Regions from separate parts of the Mus musculus genome. Here all the other regions are linked to region 1. A link is a contact called in public HiChIP or PLAC-seq and promoter capture Hi-C data. All regions are on one chromosome and are shown on one strand. Each heading gives the region's core, a stretch centred on a gene start, on an enhancer-like site or on the middle of the called end of the contact. The rest is flanking DNA. Distances are from core to core; before and after follow the strand shown. Region 1 holds the start of Hps4 (HPS4, biogenesis of lysosomal organelles complex 3 subunit 2). Region 2 holds the start of Pus1 (pseudouridine synthase 1). Region 3 holds the start of Coro1c (coronin, actin binding protein 1C). Region 4 holds the start of Sart3 (squamous cell carcinoma antigen recognized by T cells 3).

The links. Promoter capture Hi-C pulls out the DNA fragments that hold promoters and counts their contacts. HiChIP or PLAC-seq counts read pairs in DNA pulled down with a chosen protein or histone mark.
Region 2: a contact with region 1 is called in a promoter capture Hi-C map of pre-B cells, with 3 times the contacts expected there. The contact joins the promoter of Pus1 here to the promoter of Hps4 in region 1. A contact is called at or near these places in 2 of 39 promoter capture datasets (liver and pre-B cells), 1 of 484 Hi-C or Micro-C datasets (CD4 T cells) and 2 of 9 other capture datasets (adipose tissue and liver).
Region 3: a contact with region 1 is called in a promoter capture Hi-C map of pre-B cells, with 3 times the contacts expected there. The contact joins the promoter of Coro1c here to the promoter of Hps4 in region 1. A contact is called at or near these places in 2 of 39 promoter capture datasets (the 3T3-L1 cell line and pre-B cells).
Region 4: a contact with region 1 is called in an H3K27ac HiChIP or PLAC-seq map of T-cell acute lymphoblastic leukemia, with 5 times the contacts expected there. The contact joins the promoter of Sart3 here to the promoter of Hps4 in region 1. A contact is called at or near these places in 2 of 39 promoter capture datasets (the 3T3-L1 cell line and liver), 2 of 484 Hi-C or Micro-C datasets (the G1E-ER4 cell line and rod photoreceptor), 3 of 115 datasets of contacts at active chromatin or transcription factors (the SCID.adh cell line, T-cell acute lymphoblastic leukemia and large pre-B cells) and 1 of 9 other capture datasets (adipose tissue).

The regions. Positions count from the first base shown.
Region 1 is chr5:112,341,278-112,344,608 of GRCm38.p6, forward strand. It overlaps Hps4 (HPS4, biogenesis of lysosomal organelles complex 3 subunit 2), which reads left to right and starts at 1,818. Exons shown (of 14, transcript NM_001359853.1): 1 at 1,818-1,886; 2 at 2,767-3,331. It overlaps Srrd (SRR1 domain containing), which reads right to left and starts at 1,763. Exons shown (of 7, transcript NM_001359388.1): 1 at 1,598-1,763. The coding sequence starts at 1,746.
Region 2 is chr5:110,778,993-110,782,323 of GRCm38.p6, forward strand. It overlaps Pus1 (pseudouridine synthase 1), which reads right to left and starts at 1,604. Exons shown (of 6, transcript NM_019700.4): 1 at 1,248-1,604; 2 at 695-905. The coding sequence starts at 1,327. Gm26515 (a long non-coding RNA gene) reads left to right here and starts at 901. Exons shown (of 2, transcript XR_389515.4): 1 at 901-1,163; 2 at 1,514-2,072. Gm15559 (predicted gene 15559) reads left to right here. Exons shown (of 2, transcript NR_152254.1): 2 at 1-268.
Region 3 is chr5:113,907,073-113,910,403 of GRCm38.p6, forward strand. It overlaps Coro1c (coronin, actin binding protein 1C), which reads right to left and starts at 1,634. Exons shown (of 11, transcript NM_011779.3): 1 at 1,539-1,634.
Region 4 is chr5:113,770,932-113,774,262 of GRCm38.p6, forward strand. It overlaps Sart3 (squamous cell carcinoma antigen recognized by T cells 3), which reads right to left and starts at 1,469. Exons shown (of 19, transcript NM_016926.2): 1 at 390-1,469. The coding sequence starts at 704. Iscu (iron-sulfur cluster assembly enzyme) reads left to right here and starts at 1,870. Exons shown (of 5, transcript NM_025526.5): 1 at 1,870-2,013. The coding sequence starts at 1,897.

The sequences.
Region 1 (3,331 bases), core at 568-3,067:
AGATTGCTGAGTCCTTTTATAAAAAGGACCTCCATCAAGAGGCCCTGGTTTGCCAAGGGATGGTCTGGGTGTGTTCTACTACTTTGGCATGGCAGAGATGCAGTTCAATAAATAAAGTCCTCAGACTTTCCCTTTATGATGGGAGTGTCCTCTCAAGACTGGAGAGTAGCAGGGGGAAATGAATGAGCTACTCAGCAGGAACTCAATAGCTTCCCCACTATAAATAACGGTAAAAAGAAGGTCAAAGAGGAAGTCCAAGGGTCTGGTCAGCTGGTTTCCACAGCCTAAGGCAGAACAATCAACAGTGAATTTAAGTATGCCAGAGGCAATGTTTAGGGACAAAGAGGAGAGAAACTGCCCCCAGGCGACCTACATTCTTCTAAGGAAAGAAGTGCCCGATAAATCAAAGTACTCTGTAATATTCTAAGTAGCCCTGAATCAGATTCTCTATGCTCAGGAGTGATAACCACACCCCTGGAAGGATGCTGGGAGAAGCAGGGCATTCTGGGAGATTCTGAAGCAGCTGAGGAAACAATGACTATCTGGTGTGCGCCTTGAAGAGTTCAGGTCCTAGACACCTATGTCTCACTAATCTCGAGACTTTAAGGCACTGCTTGCTTCTATCTGTCCTCTCAGCTGCACCGCCAGTAATTTATGTTCAGAGGTAACTTCTGGGTCACCAATGCTTTTTAAGTGTAACTTGCCCCCCTCATCACAGCCCTTCTGACCCATACAAAATGCTACCAACATTTCTAACTTAGCCCTGTAAGACCAAAACTAGAAAAGGCAAGAACACGGTGTAGCCTGTGTATGGTGGGCACCGTCTATGTGCCCTGTAAGAAGGTACAGACCAAGTGCTGGGGAGATGGATGTAACATAATAGAGTACATGATAATGATTAGGTGGAAGCATGGGGTTTGAAGTCACCAAGGCCTGGGCCTGAAACAATGATCTTTGTATGTCTCTCGGAGTGCCCAGGATTCCAGTGAGCCTGTGAAATACATAGGCTGCAAAAGTCTGCGCACACAGCTGCTGCTCAGTAAACCATTGATGCAAATGTTGACATCTGTGTTTGCTGCAACCTCGATTTACAATACGGATAATAACCAATGTGGTGTGTGGCCCACAGCAAAGACGGGATATCCTCCAATTCAGGGCTGCTGGGCTAGCCTAAGCTATAGTACAAGATCCCGCCTCCAAATCCAGAGCTGATGATTTATAGGGTAAAGGTTCTTGCCACCAAGCCTCACATTTGAGTTTGATTGTCCTAACCTATGCAGTGAAAGCAGAGGTCTTCTGAGCACCTTCTGACACCCTCCTCCCCCACCTCGAGCTTGGGTGCCAGGGAGTGCTCTACAGTCACATCACACAATCCTCTGAGCATCCCTACGTAATGCTTAAACCCCCATCTCAAAGGTGGCAGACAGGGACACAGGATGATAAACTGCCGCAGCCGCAGCGAATGGGAATGGCAGCTTTACTGAGAGCTTGCTACAGTGACACCGGAGGGAGAACTCAGCCTTTCCCAGCGGGTTGGCACACCCATTTCCAGGTTAGGGACACTGAGGCTGGAGTTGCCTCTCGGCGCTGCACTCACTCGGCCTCCCGCAGGCGGCGTAGCACCGCTTCGCCGTCCGCCTCCGGCTCGGCCCGGGGCCCCTCGCCCGGCCGCGGTCGCCTTCCCGCCGCGCGCTTCCTCCTCCGCGGAGCCACCGCGCTCCAGGGCTCGAGAGCCGCCGCCGCCATGCTCTGACGTCAGCAGAGTGCGCCAGAGCGGCCGCCGTGCCGCCGACGTCACAGGCTGCGTCACACCTCACGTCATCGCCAAGCCCCCACCGGCGGGAGGTGGGTCCGCGCGTGATCGCGGGGCTGCCGGGCGGGCGCAGGTATCGGGGGTTTTCCCGCGGGCGGCCAGACAGAGCCCGGGGTCCCGGTGGGCGGGCGGGCGGGCGAGCCTGATCCACGCGATCGGGCCGCAGGGTTCGGGGCTCCTGACCAGCGAGGGACTTCCCTCCGTCCCCGCGCGCACCCGCACTGTCCCCCTGCCTGTACTCTTAGGGTGTCATGGCCTCTTTAGGTCCCTTACACAATCACTGACCTCATCGGGACCTTTGAGAACTCGCTGTTAGGTCCTCCGAGCAGGCCTCAGGGAATGGGAGGGGTGGTTCCAGGAACAGAGATGCCCTGCACAGTGTGCTCGCCCTGTGTTTGCTGCAGAACGAGGTGTGTGTAGTTGAGGTGACTGATATTTAAGAGGCCTTTTCGGGTTCGTGGGGGATGCCCCTCGGGCACTTCCTTCTTCCTAAGAGAGTTTACTCGCTTTTAAGAGAGGGTCCTGCTTTGTAGCCATAGCTTGCCTGGAACTCAGCAATCTGCCTGTCTATTTCCAGTGCGCTGGGATAAAAGGCCTAAACTACCATGCCTGGCTCCCTCCCTAAGAGACTTCAACGTACTATTTCCACAGGTGGCAGATTGTGGCCAGCTTTAGAGATCCTGTCCTTGAAGGAATTAACCAGAAAAGTGGGATTAAGACTATAGTCTTAATGAAGCCAGGTGGTGGTGGCGCACACTTTTAACCCCAGCACTTGGGAGGCAGAGACAGCCTGAGTCTACAGAGTGAGTTCCAGGACAGCCAGGGCTATACAGAGAAACCCTGTCTCGAAAAAACAAACAAACAAATAAACAAAACAAAACAAAGACTATAGATGAAAATGACGGAAGGCTTGTCAAGGAAAAGGATTAAATTATTTTTGTGTTTCCTCCCAGTGTTATCCACACAGTGAAATAAGACTGTCAGAAAATTTCAGCCTCGTGGATAGTAATTTTAATGCCTGTACCACCTGTTTCTGGACAGTTCTCTTGGAGGAGCGAAGAATCAGAGTGAGGCCAAGACTCTTTTCTGGCAGAGTATTCCATGATACACTGAGTTGTCTTCCCCTCTGTCAAAGTTCTCTCTTGCACTCTGAAGGGCTGCGCACATTCTGATTAGGCTCCTGAGTGCCAGTTCCTTAATTTTGGGACCATTTGACTGGTGTGGTCCCTTACACCCAGTACCTTCTACACTCGTCGTCTGGTTTCCCTTCTGCAAAGCTATTTTCTGCTGAAAAAAAAAAAAAGGCCTTTGAAGTATCTGCTACCCGAACTCTTTTTATTCTAAAACACAAGCTCTGAAGGCTGCTTTGAAACCAAGTGTTTATTGAACCTTGTGGGTCACATGAGTGGTCACAGGTTTCTGAAAGAATTGATTCTTTGTTTTTCCTCAGAGCTGAGATACTGGTGTGTGTGTGTGTGTGTGACCTGGGAACTTTGGACCTTTTGAAGAAACTCACTG
Region 2 (3,331 bases), core at 354-2,853, 1.6 Mb before region 1:
GAGTACACATGTCTCCAGCTGCATATGTAGCAGAGGGTGGCCTTGTCAGACATTAATGAGAAGAAAGGTCCTCGGTCCTATGAAGGCTAGATAGATGCTCCAGTCCAGTGTAGGGGAATCGAGGGCAGGGAGGTGGGAGTGGGATGGGTGGAGGAACACCCTCATAGAAGCAGGGGGGATGGGATAGGGGTTTCCGGGAGTGGGGAAAACAGGGAAAGGGGATAACATTTGAAATGTAAATAAAATATCCAATTTTTTTTTTAAAAGGAAATGTCAACAGCAGAGGTGACAAGAATGAACAAGATTCTACCCACACTGGGGGTGGGAAGGATGCTTTCATAAGAGAGAGAACCTAGCTTGCCCCTGGCCCCTCAGGATGCTGAACAGGTAGCACCTGGCAGCAATCTGGTCCCCACATTCAGTAAATCTGCCCATGTCACACAGTTCCCCAGGTACTGTGCAGGCAGCACCCTAACAATGAAGACTCACTGCTCCCAAGGTCACATGTGAATCAGCTCCCATAGTGGAAGAAAACCACCCAAACCTCTTACGGAGGATTCTGTGGATTTTTGGTTTTTGTTTTGCTTGTTTTTGTTTTTTTTTTTACTGTTTCCTGGGATGGGCCTGGCTCTGAGTAGCATCAGGGAACCAAGGGCTGCCTCAGGTAGGGGCTTCTAGCCGCAGCCCTCCTCACCTGCATGCCGTGGTAGCCCTTGCCCGAGTAGGCCATGAGCAGCACAATTTTTCGCTTTGGCAGCTTGCGTGGGGGCTCTTCATCCTCGCCGCCCTTGACCCTCTTTGCAGGATGCTCCGTCTCCTCCCAGACCCAGCCACCTCGGCCCTTCCTGTCCGGTTGGTGTGAGGCCAGCGCTGGTGGCACCTTGTTTCCAGCCATAGGCGGCAGGCTGAGAAAAACAGGCATGAGTGACCAAGGTGGTAAAAGCGGTTTAAAAAAAAAAAAAAAAAAAACAGAACCCTGCTCTGCCTGCCTCAGCGGTCTCTGAAAGACCTTGCCCAAAGACAAACCAACCAGCCTGGTTCATCAATGACAAGAGTGACTGAGGTTGGACAACAGCGGCAACTCGGGCGGAGTTTGAACTGGACACACAGGGAGGCAGTGCTCTGGCGGGGCAGTACAAGGCAGCGATGGAAACAAGACACAGGTAAGCAAGGAGAGGCAGACAGCTCAGGACAGTCTTGGGTTCTCAGTACAGAGGTCTCAGTACAGAGGTCGCGGAAGTCTTTACCCGGGCACGCGCGGGCCTGGGCGCGCCGTCCACCGTCCCCAGTTTCTCAGCAGTGCGGCCCACAGGCGGGGGAAGCCCATGCGCTGCGGGGTGGCGGGCACCGACCCCGGACCTCAGCGATCCCCTCCGAACTCTGCAGCCCCGAAATCCCTGCCCTGTCTTCCAGATGTCTTGGCTCTGACCCTGCGGCGCCCCAGATCCTAGGCTGACCTGTGACCCCCGCAGCCCCTGCCCACCCCCATCCAACACCACCACCCCGTCCTTAGAGATCGCGCAGCCGGCGCGCTCGAGGAGGGAGGAAAGTCCCGCCGGACCCACTCACGGCGCCGCGGAACCCCCGAAGCTGACCACGTGCACGAAGGCGGAAGCGGGCAACGTTGGAAGGCGGCCGAAGGCGGACAAAAGTCTTTCTGGGACGCGCCTAGCGGGGTGGACCCAGTGGGTGGGGCTTCCCACCAGGATCCAAGCCAGTCTAGATGCCGTTTTCCAGAGAGGGGAAAGGCTCTACGTCGGCGTGGCTTGAAAAGTGAAACAACCTCATTAAAATGTGCAGGTTAGGAATGCACCAGGGAGCCACTCAGCAGGTAATAACTGCAGATGCATAGATAGTCCCAGCACCGACTCAGTGCTACTGAGCAGGCCCTTGCCTGGCCCATGGCACCAACCCTGGCATTGGGAGGTCACAGATGCTCTCGCAGTTACACCACTGGCTTTGTGGTGTGTGGACCATCAAGTTTCCCAGCATTTGTTATTTCCAGAAGCTGCTCCAATTTCCGGACGCTGTTGTGTTTAATGACATAAAACCTTCTCATTATGTAGCCCTGACCCGCCTGGAAATCTCTCTCGTATATATCCTCCCAGATGCTGGGATTAAAGGTGTGTACCACCATACACAGCTCCTGTCCTCCAACTTTTGGCAACCCTCCAGCCTCAGCCTCCCAAGAGCTGGGATTACAAATGTGAGTCACCACATCTGACTTCACACGTTACTCTTATTTTTCTAATTTTGCCAAAGAGTGATGCACAAACAACATGAAACCTGGACATGCAGCCATGGGCACCTAAGCCCCAGTTCCTTCTCTGTGACTTCATTCCCCCCATTTTCAGGCTGTCTGATTCACCCTGAGCATTCTCACCTTTGAGAATGTATGTACCTTTGTCACTCTTCCAGAGATGAGGAGTTTTGCCAATCCCTGCTTCCATCCTTGCAGCCGCTCGTCCTTCCTACACCCATCTGGCTGACCCGGGATACTCCCCTGCTCAGACTCTTGGCTTCATTAGGTTTAAAGCCACACACGGAGACTTGGGGAACTGGGCTGGACACTTCTGAGGACCATGACTTGAGGTGACCACAGCTTGAAATGGGATAGGGAGCCTCATGTGTATGCAGGGGGAAAAACATAATCCAAGGGGACTAGGGACCAGTGCAAAGGCCCAGGGGCAGCAGTGTGCCACAGTGTGGCCAACCTAGCTCAGAACCTGCTCCTTCCTATAGGTAGAGTAATAGGGGCCAGCATTGACACTTCTGGAGTCTACAGTTAGGGAAACCACAGGGATGTCTGGTAACAGAAAGTAGTAGAAACAAAACCAGGAATCAGTAGCCTTATGGGTCTTGGCTGTGATCCCTATTCAATTGGGATCCCACTGGGCGTTGGGAGGCAAAGCCTCACAAAGGGACCTGGGGAAGAAGGGCTAACAGGAAGAAGGAACTGCCTGTGCTGAAGACTTCCAGATAGTTCACTCCACCCTGGTTCCGCACGTACTGGGGAAGGGCCCCCACGGAAAGTCCTTCCACCCCAGTATCTCTTCCTTCACCTTGCTACAGAAAGCCTTGATGTGTGTGTCTGCTGTCTAGGTGTGGCCTCTCCCTTTGATATGAGCGTGTCATGGAAGCAACCATGCAGGTCCCTAGATGTGGGAGGCATGAAGGTCTTTGTGCTCACAGATAAATACTAGCAGAATCCAGAAAGTTAAACACGCATGGTTATTCCTTCAAGGGAAGGAAATGCAAACCCTGTTTTCTGCCCAGAAGGCTGAGTCACCTTTGTGCTGTAAAAGTGCTACAGACATTTCTGGCACTGCAC
Region 3 (3,331 bases), core at 384-2,883, 1.6 Mb after region 1:
TTGCTCCCCATGGCTTGGTCAGCCTGTTTTCTTATAGAACGCAGGACTGCAAGCCCAGGGGTGGCCCCGCCCACAATGGGCTCAGCCCTCCCACCATGAATCACCAATTAAGAAAAGGCCCCACAGGCTTTTCTATAACCTCAGTCTCACTTTTTCTCAACTGAGGCTTCCTCCTCTCTGATGACTCTGGCTTGTGTCAAGCTAGACAGAAAACCAGCCAGTACAATATGTAACCGCCGCCTAGATTCGATGTTTAATGTCAGGCTGGCTATCCAAACATCACTGCGTGTGACACACACTCCCCAAGTCTCCCTAGGTCAGTGTTCTCTAACATGTCCAGAACCAAGCACTGTGTTCAGCTGCTCTGAAGCTGCGGACAGACAGGAATATGAACTACCATTTGCCTTCACACCCGAGAAGGAGGCAGGAAGCAACTACTTGTACTTCATCATGTTCTTCCCTCTACTAGCAGGCCCTGGTGTCAGGGTGCTGCCAGACAAGGACAATAAGACGCTTTATTATATAGGGTGACTAAGAGCCTCGCAAGTACTGTTTTAGAATATAATCCCGGTAGGGAAGGCCACGGGATGGGAGTACAATTATTTCGTGCCAACCATTTCCAAAACTAAACATATTGTGGCCCTGCGAATAAGCACGCTCTGCGGTCAATTCTCTTTCAAATGCTTACAGGAAGCAATTCCGGGAGAGACGAACAACTTGCAATTTGCTTCTCACTCTGAATCCCACGACCGAAATGTGTAGAGCAAGCCGTTCTGACACCACAAAACAAGGGCAGCCTACATGAAGGCCAAATATAGGATGTGATTCTAAACCACGACGGAGAGAAAGCCTGCATTTCCTTTTCCAGCCTGCAAAAAAAAACCCTTTGAACACTCCCAAAAAAGGACGTCGGGGCCGGCACCTCCCTCCGGGAGGAAGCCCCTTTCTTCTCCGAAAGCCCTGCAGCCGGCTACTTCCCCCCAGCTCATTCACATCACTGGAGATAGATAGGGCTGCTGTGCGTACGCCCGCCGGGGGACCGGCGGCAGAGCTGGGCTGGGCGTCCCCACCCTCCACCTCTGATGTCATCCTAGCCATCTCGGCGCGGCTGAGCCCCACCTGCCCCGCGGGTCACTAGGTTCCGCACCCGGGACAGGGTTCCTCCTCCAGGCCACGCCACTGCAGCCCGCCCCCGCCCCAGGTCTTCAGGGTCCAGGAGGCCATGCACTGCGAGCCAGGCGGAGCCCCGCCCGGGCGCGCCCCGCACACCGGGGGTCCCCCGCGGACCCAGCCCCACGTGAGCGCTCGGCCGCAGGCTCTTCGCAGCGCTCAGACACCGCCTCACGGCTGCCGGGCCCACGGCTGCCCGCAGACGGCCATTCCCCAGCCGCAGCGCCCGGGGCATGCGCGTGCGCCCCGCACCACTCGGCGCCGCCGGCTCCTGTCAGCCGAGAGCTTCACACGCGGGGTCCCGGAGGCCGGCCCGCCCGCCCCGGGCTCGCTCCGGAGCTGCCCCGTCCTGAGCGCGCGCTGCTTACCAGAGCCCGGGTGCCTGAGGCGCCGCCGAAGTCCCTGCTGCAAAGCCCCGCGAAGCCTCCAACCGCTGCCGCCTCCCGCCTGGCACTGAGCGCCGCGCGGGGGAGGGGCGCGGCCGCCGCTGCCCAGGCCTTCGCGCGCGCGGGCCCCGCCCCCGCGCCGGGGCCGCGCCCAACCAGCGCCGCCGAACCACGCTTCACCACGCCCACTTCCGGAAGGTCCCGGTTAGATGCCCGGCTCTCCTTAGAGCGCCCCCTGTGGTGGCGCGGGGAGGTGCAAGGAGACTCGGAGCCCACGCCCGCTTTCCGGGGCACTTGAATGGCCGGGTGGCCACGCCCACGGGCTCCTTCCAGCCCCACCCAGGTCTTTAGAACCAGAGCGGGCGTTCTTAAGCTCCACCCACGGCCCTGCAGAGCCTCTCTATGAGGATGGTCGTTTGAGCGCATCTAACTGCCCACCGAGTCCGTGAGCAGGGCTTGGTTTCCCCCCGCCCCCAAAACCTAGCTTCCCCCAGTTGAGCGCCGCAAATCCCCGCTCGGATTTCCTGAAGACCCGGGGAACCTATGATCATCCTATTTGCTGTACCTCAAGCCCCGCCCACAGCCCTGAGCGTACTTAAACCGTAAGCCCCGCCCCAAGTTCTTAGCCCCACCTCCATCAGGGCTGGTTCAACCCTCTCACCCACGCTCTCTCCCACTACTCTCCAGGGCAGGGTGGCAACCCTTGGGCTGGACCACACCTATGAGAGAGAGCTAAGGAGAAGCAATGAAGACTCCCTGGCTAAAGTCCCTCCATATGAGCACGTGGATATGTGTCCTAGCCCTGTTACTCTCAAATGAAGTGACCCAGGGACCATTTCACTCACCTCTTTGGATTTCAGTTTCCTAATCTTGAGTGTAAGGTTATCCCACTATTAGCCAAAGCCCCTTCAGAAATATCAAGCTTTGAAATACCAAGATCTAAGGAAACTGCGTCCAGAGATCTGGGCCAGCTGAGGGGTTGGGCCATTTATTTCCCAAAGCAAGGCATCTTTACAATTCGCAGAGGGATGAATTTTCACTTTGTTTTAGCCTCAGAGATGTCCAGGAATCTGTGGTCGGCATTCAGTGGTAGAACCCCTGAATTCTTGTTGCAGGAATTAAGATAAACTGCCACCTCAAAACAGAAGGCACACGCCTTTAGTCCCAACACTGAGGAGGCTGAGGCAGGTGGATCTCCGTCAGTAGTTCCAGGCCAGCCTGGTCTACATACTGAGTTCCAGGACATCCAGGGATATGTAAAGAAACTCTGTCTCTAAATAAGTAAATAAAATAAAATTAGGCAAAGTGTGTGTGTGTGTGTGTGTGTGTGTGTGTGTGTGTGTAAATTATGTGTTGTGTAAATCTAGGTCTACCAGAATGAAGCAGCTTGCTCAGCAAGTTTTTACTCTCTGCAAAGCTCAATTTTTAAAGATTGGTGTGTTTATTTTACGTGTATGCCTCTGTGTATGTAATTACACCACCTGCATGCAGTGCCCTCATAGGTCAGACCAGACTGAGCTAGCCTGAATCTGGAGTGTCCGCAGGCTGTCAGAGGACTACTGTGGTTCCGGGAACCAGGAGTCCTCTGAAAAAGCAGGAAGTGCTCTTGATTGCAGAACACCTCTCCAGCGGGAGCTAGGTTTCTTTATCTGTGACTACAATAGCAGCCCCTCCCAGGCAGAGCTCAGTTTCTGGCTTCTCTCTCTCTCTCTCTCTCTCTCACACACACACACACACACACACACACACACACACACACACACACACGGCACCTA
Region 4 (3,331 bases), core at 219-2,718, 1.4 Mb after region 1:
GATGACCAAGAGTTCAATCCCCGGAACACACATGGTTAAAAGACAACCGTGTCCACGCAGGCATACAAGCACAAGTTTAAAATAAGAAGAAAAAAAAGAGAGAGTAAAAGCTTAAAAAGATAAACACTCTCAGGTGCGGTGGCACCTTGTGCAGGAGCCCCCTCAACGAGCCTCAGTTTCCCGGGGAAACCGGATTAAACACTATTCAATGGAATACTTTAGGGACGCCCTGGGCGCGCACTGAGCCGGGGACGCGGGGACTCACGGTGGCTCACGGCGTCCCGGCGACCTCAGCGGTCTCCATAACCACGGAGGACCGAGGGGGCGGGCCGGGCCTGGGGACCCGAAGGGAGGAAGGGAGCCCGCCGCCGCCACCCAGGCCGGCCAACCTGCTCCTCCAGCCGCTCGATCTCCAGCTGGTTCTTCTCCTCCTCCTCGTCGTACTCCCACTCGTCCTCCCCGGCGGAGCTCTCGGCGGAGGAAGCCATGGCGTCCTCCTCATCCCCATCGCTCCCGCTCGCGCCTTCCCGCTGCAGGTCCCATCCGGGGCCCTTGGCCTCCGCCGCCTCCGCGGCCACAGCGCCGGACAGCACCTTCCGCTGCACACCGGCCGGCTTCGCCTCATCCTCTTCTCCCTCGGCCTCAGGCCCGGCCTGGGGCTCAACCTCCGGCTCGGACGCCGAAGATGCGGCCGTCGTCGCCATCTTGCGCAGCCCGCGACTCTCGGGTCTTCCCTCGCCCGCCGAAGCCCGGCGAGCATCGGGCTGTCCGCGGCGTCTGCCTGATCAAAACTCCGCTCGGCCACCAGCGGGAGCGTCGCGGACGGCCTCAGGGAGCAGGAAGCTGTGGAGAATCCACCGCTGATGCTATCCTTTAGCGCCTCCAGACGCCACCGTCAGAAGAAAAGGCTCACGAGCATAACCTGCGTCCGGCTACAACCGTGGACAGCTGTCGGGTCTTTGGGCCGGAAGTGGCAGCCACAGCTGAAGTGGTGCGTGCGTGATGTCCGTAGTTAAGGTCGAGGCGCCATCTTAGGAAGGTCAAAGTCGTCGCTTTGGACTAAAGACCTTCTGTAAGGCTCGGCCGGCTCCGGTGCGTGGTTGTTTCCCGGCAACCGACCCTCAAGTGCGGACAAGATTGCAGTTCCTCCGCGATCGGATGCACCATCTCATGGGAAAAGTCTCATCTCTCGAATAAAGCTCCCTCCCCTTTGTAACACCTAGTACCTCGTAGTTGTGTTAAACGAGTCGCTTTTGTGGATTTTTATAGTCAATGATAATACATTACAATAAGTATTGATTCGGAATGATGTGCATGGCGGTAAAACAAACGTAGGTGTCGAGGGATGGGGTTCGTTTCTCTTATACCCCTCGTTCTCGAGGTCGGAAAAGCGTTGCTGTTTCCCTCTGCACTGCCTTTCCCCTTCATCAACAAGGTTAACGAGCCAGAAATCGCGTCCGTTTTGCTCCCAGGATTTTTTTTTTTTTTTTTTTTTTAGTGACACCTAGAGTACACTTAATATGCATTTGCTCCATGGGTGAAACGGCTACCTCGGAATTAGTAAAAAAAAAAAAAAAAAAAAAAAAGGAAGAAAGAGAGAGAGAAAGAAAGAAAAGGAACTCCACAGCCTGAACAAAAGTCTACCAGGGACGTATGCATGATCGAATCATAAACACGCCTGAAACCGAGCATCCCCACGCCCATCGCAGCACCAGACAACCTTGCACGCCGCTTCGGACCTTCCCGCTCTGCGCCTGGCCACGCCCCTTCCGAGGGCGCGGTCAGAGGGGGCGTAGCCGGGCCGAGACGCCAGCGCAAGCGCCGAGCTGCGGTGACGTCGAACGGGCGCGCCATCCCTCCGGCGTCGCCGAGGTCGACGCAGCTCAAGCCGGCAGGATGGCGGCGGCCACGGGAGCTGGCCGTCTGAGGCGGGCGGCGTCGGCGCTGCTGCTGCGGAGCCCGCGCCTGCCCGCCCGGGAGCTGTCGGCTCCGGCCAGGCTCTACCACAAGAAGGTATGGGCGGGCGAGGGGGTGCGCGAACCATCGAGGGGACCTGCCGCCGTTGCGCAGATCACCAGCACCGAGGAGCCCCGCGGCCGCCTCTGCCCCGCCGCGGCCGTCACTCCGAGTGTCCCAAGGCTGACAGCCCAGAAGGGAGGGTCCGGGTATGTCGTGCCGGGGGTCAAGGGGCAGCACGCACACACACACACACACACACACACACACACACGCATGCTTGAGCACACTCGACAGCACCAGCGTCCTCCCCAGCTAAGCCATTGCCCTGGCCAGATGGCCTTGATCAAGTCACTGGTCCCCTCCCATCCTTTCTCTCAGACCTGACAGGAGTCTTCTGAAGTCCCCGTACGTGGAGCGCTCGGTCCAACCAAGGGAAACCACTGATGGCGATTTATTTACTCTTTTAGGAGCCGATGGCCTCGAGCTCAGCCAAGCACCTAGCCCAACATTAAAACTTCGGTTCTCAGTTGTGTGTTTATTGGTAGGGAGCAGAAAGTATAGAAGAAGAGTAGTTTGCGGGCCCCCACGCTTTTAGGGACGTTAAAATCCTCTTGACAGGAGACTCACTCCGAAAAACAAGGCTACCGCAGATGTACAAGACACTCCCTCCCCCCCCCCCCAAAGTCCTTGATTAGATGATGCGTTATGGGGGCTCAGGGCTTAGACTCAATCTGCAGATGAGGGTGCCTCCTGGTAACTAGCGGGAGAAAGCTCGGTTATTAAATCTTAGTGTGTCCCTGACTTTAACAGCTGCTTGTTCTGTTCTGGCTTGGGTGCTCTTGCCCAAGGCCTTCTACCCCAAAGGGAAGGTTGTTTTGTTGACATTATAGCTGCAGGACCTTGACGGGCTGGCAGCCTTAAGGCACCAGGGGGCGCTCCTGCCACAGGGTAGCGCTGTGTTTATGTTTACAGCCACCAATGACTCGTTCGTTCCCCAACCTCCAGCTCATCTCTGACCTTGAAACTTCTGGGGAACTCTTCCATTTGGGGCTGTTTTTATTCTCGGGATTTTTTGTAAGTGCATACTTCTCTTTGTGTATTGTGTTTGGTAAAAAAGAGAAGTTGTGCTTTGAGCCCAGATCTGGTACAGTGTGTGAGTCAGGGGATTACTTCTGGTTGACAGCCCCCTGAAAGGAAGATGTGTCTGAGTTTTCACCGGTTTCTTGGACAGTATCTTCGATACAAAGGTCGTTGGGGAGGAGATAGAAAGAGTTTGGGTCACACATGGGTCTCCCACCTCTGTCCCATACAGATTGCTGATCTGAGAGAGAGAGTAAAGACCGTAGCGATTTCTGTTGATCTGCCATTTCAG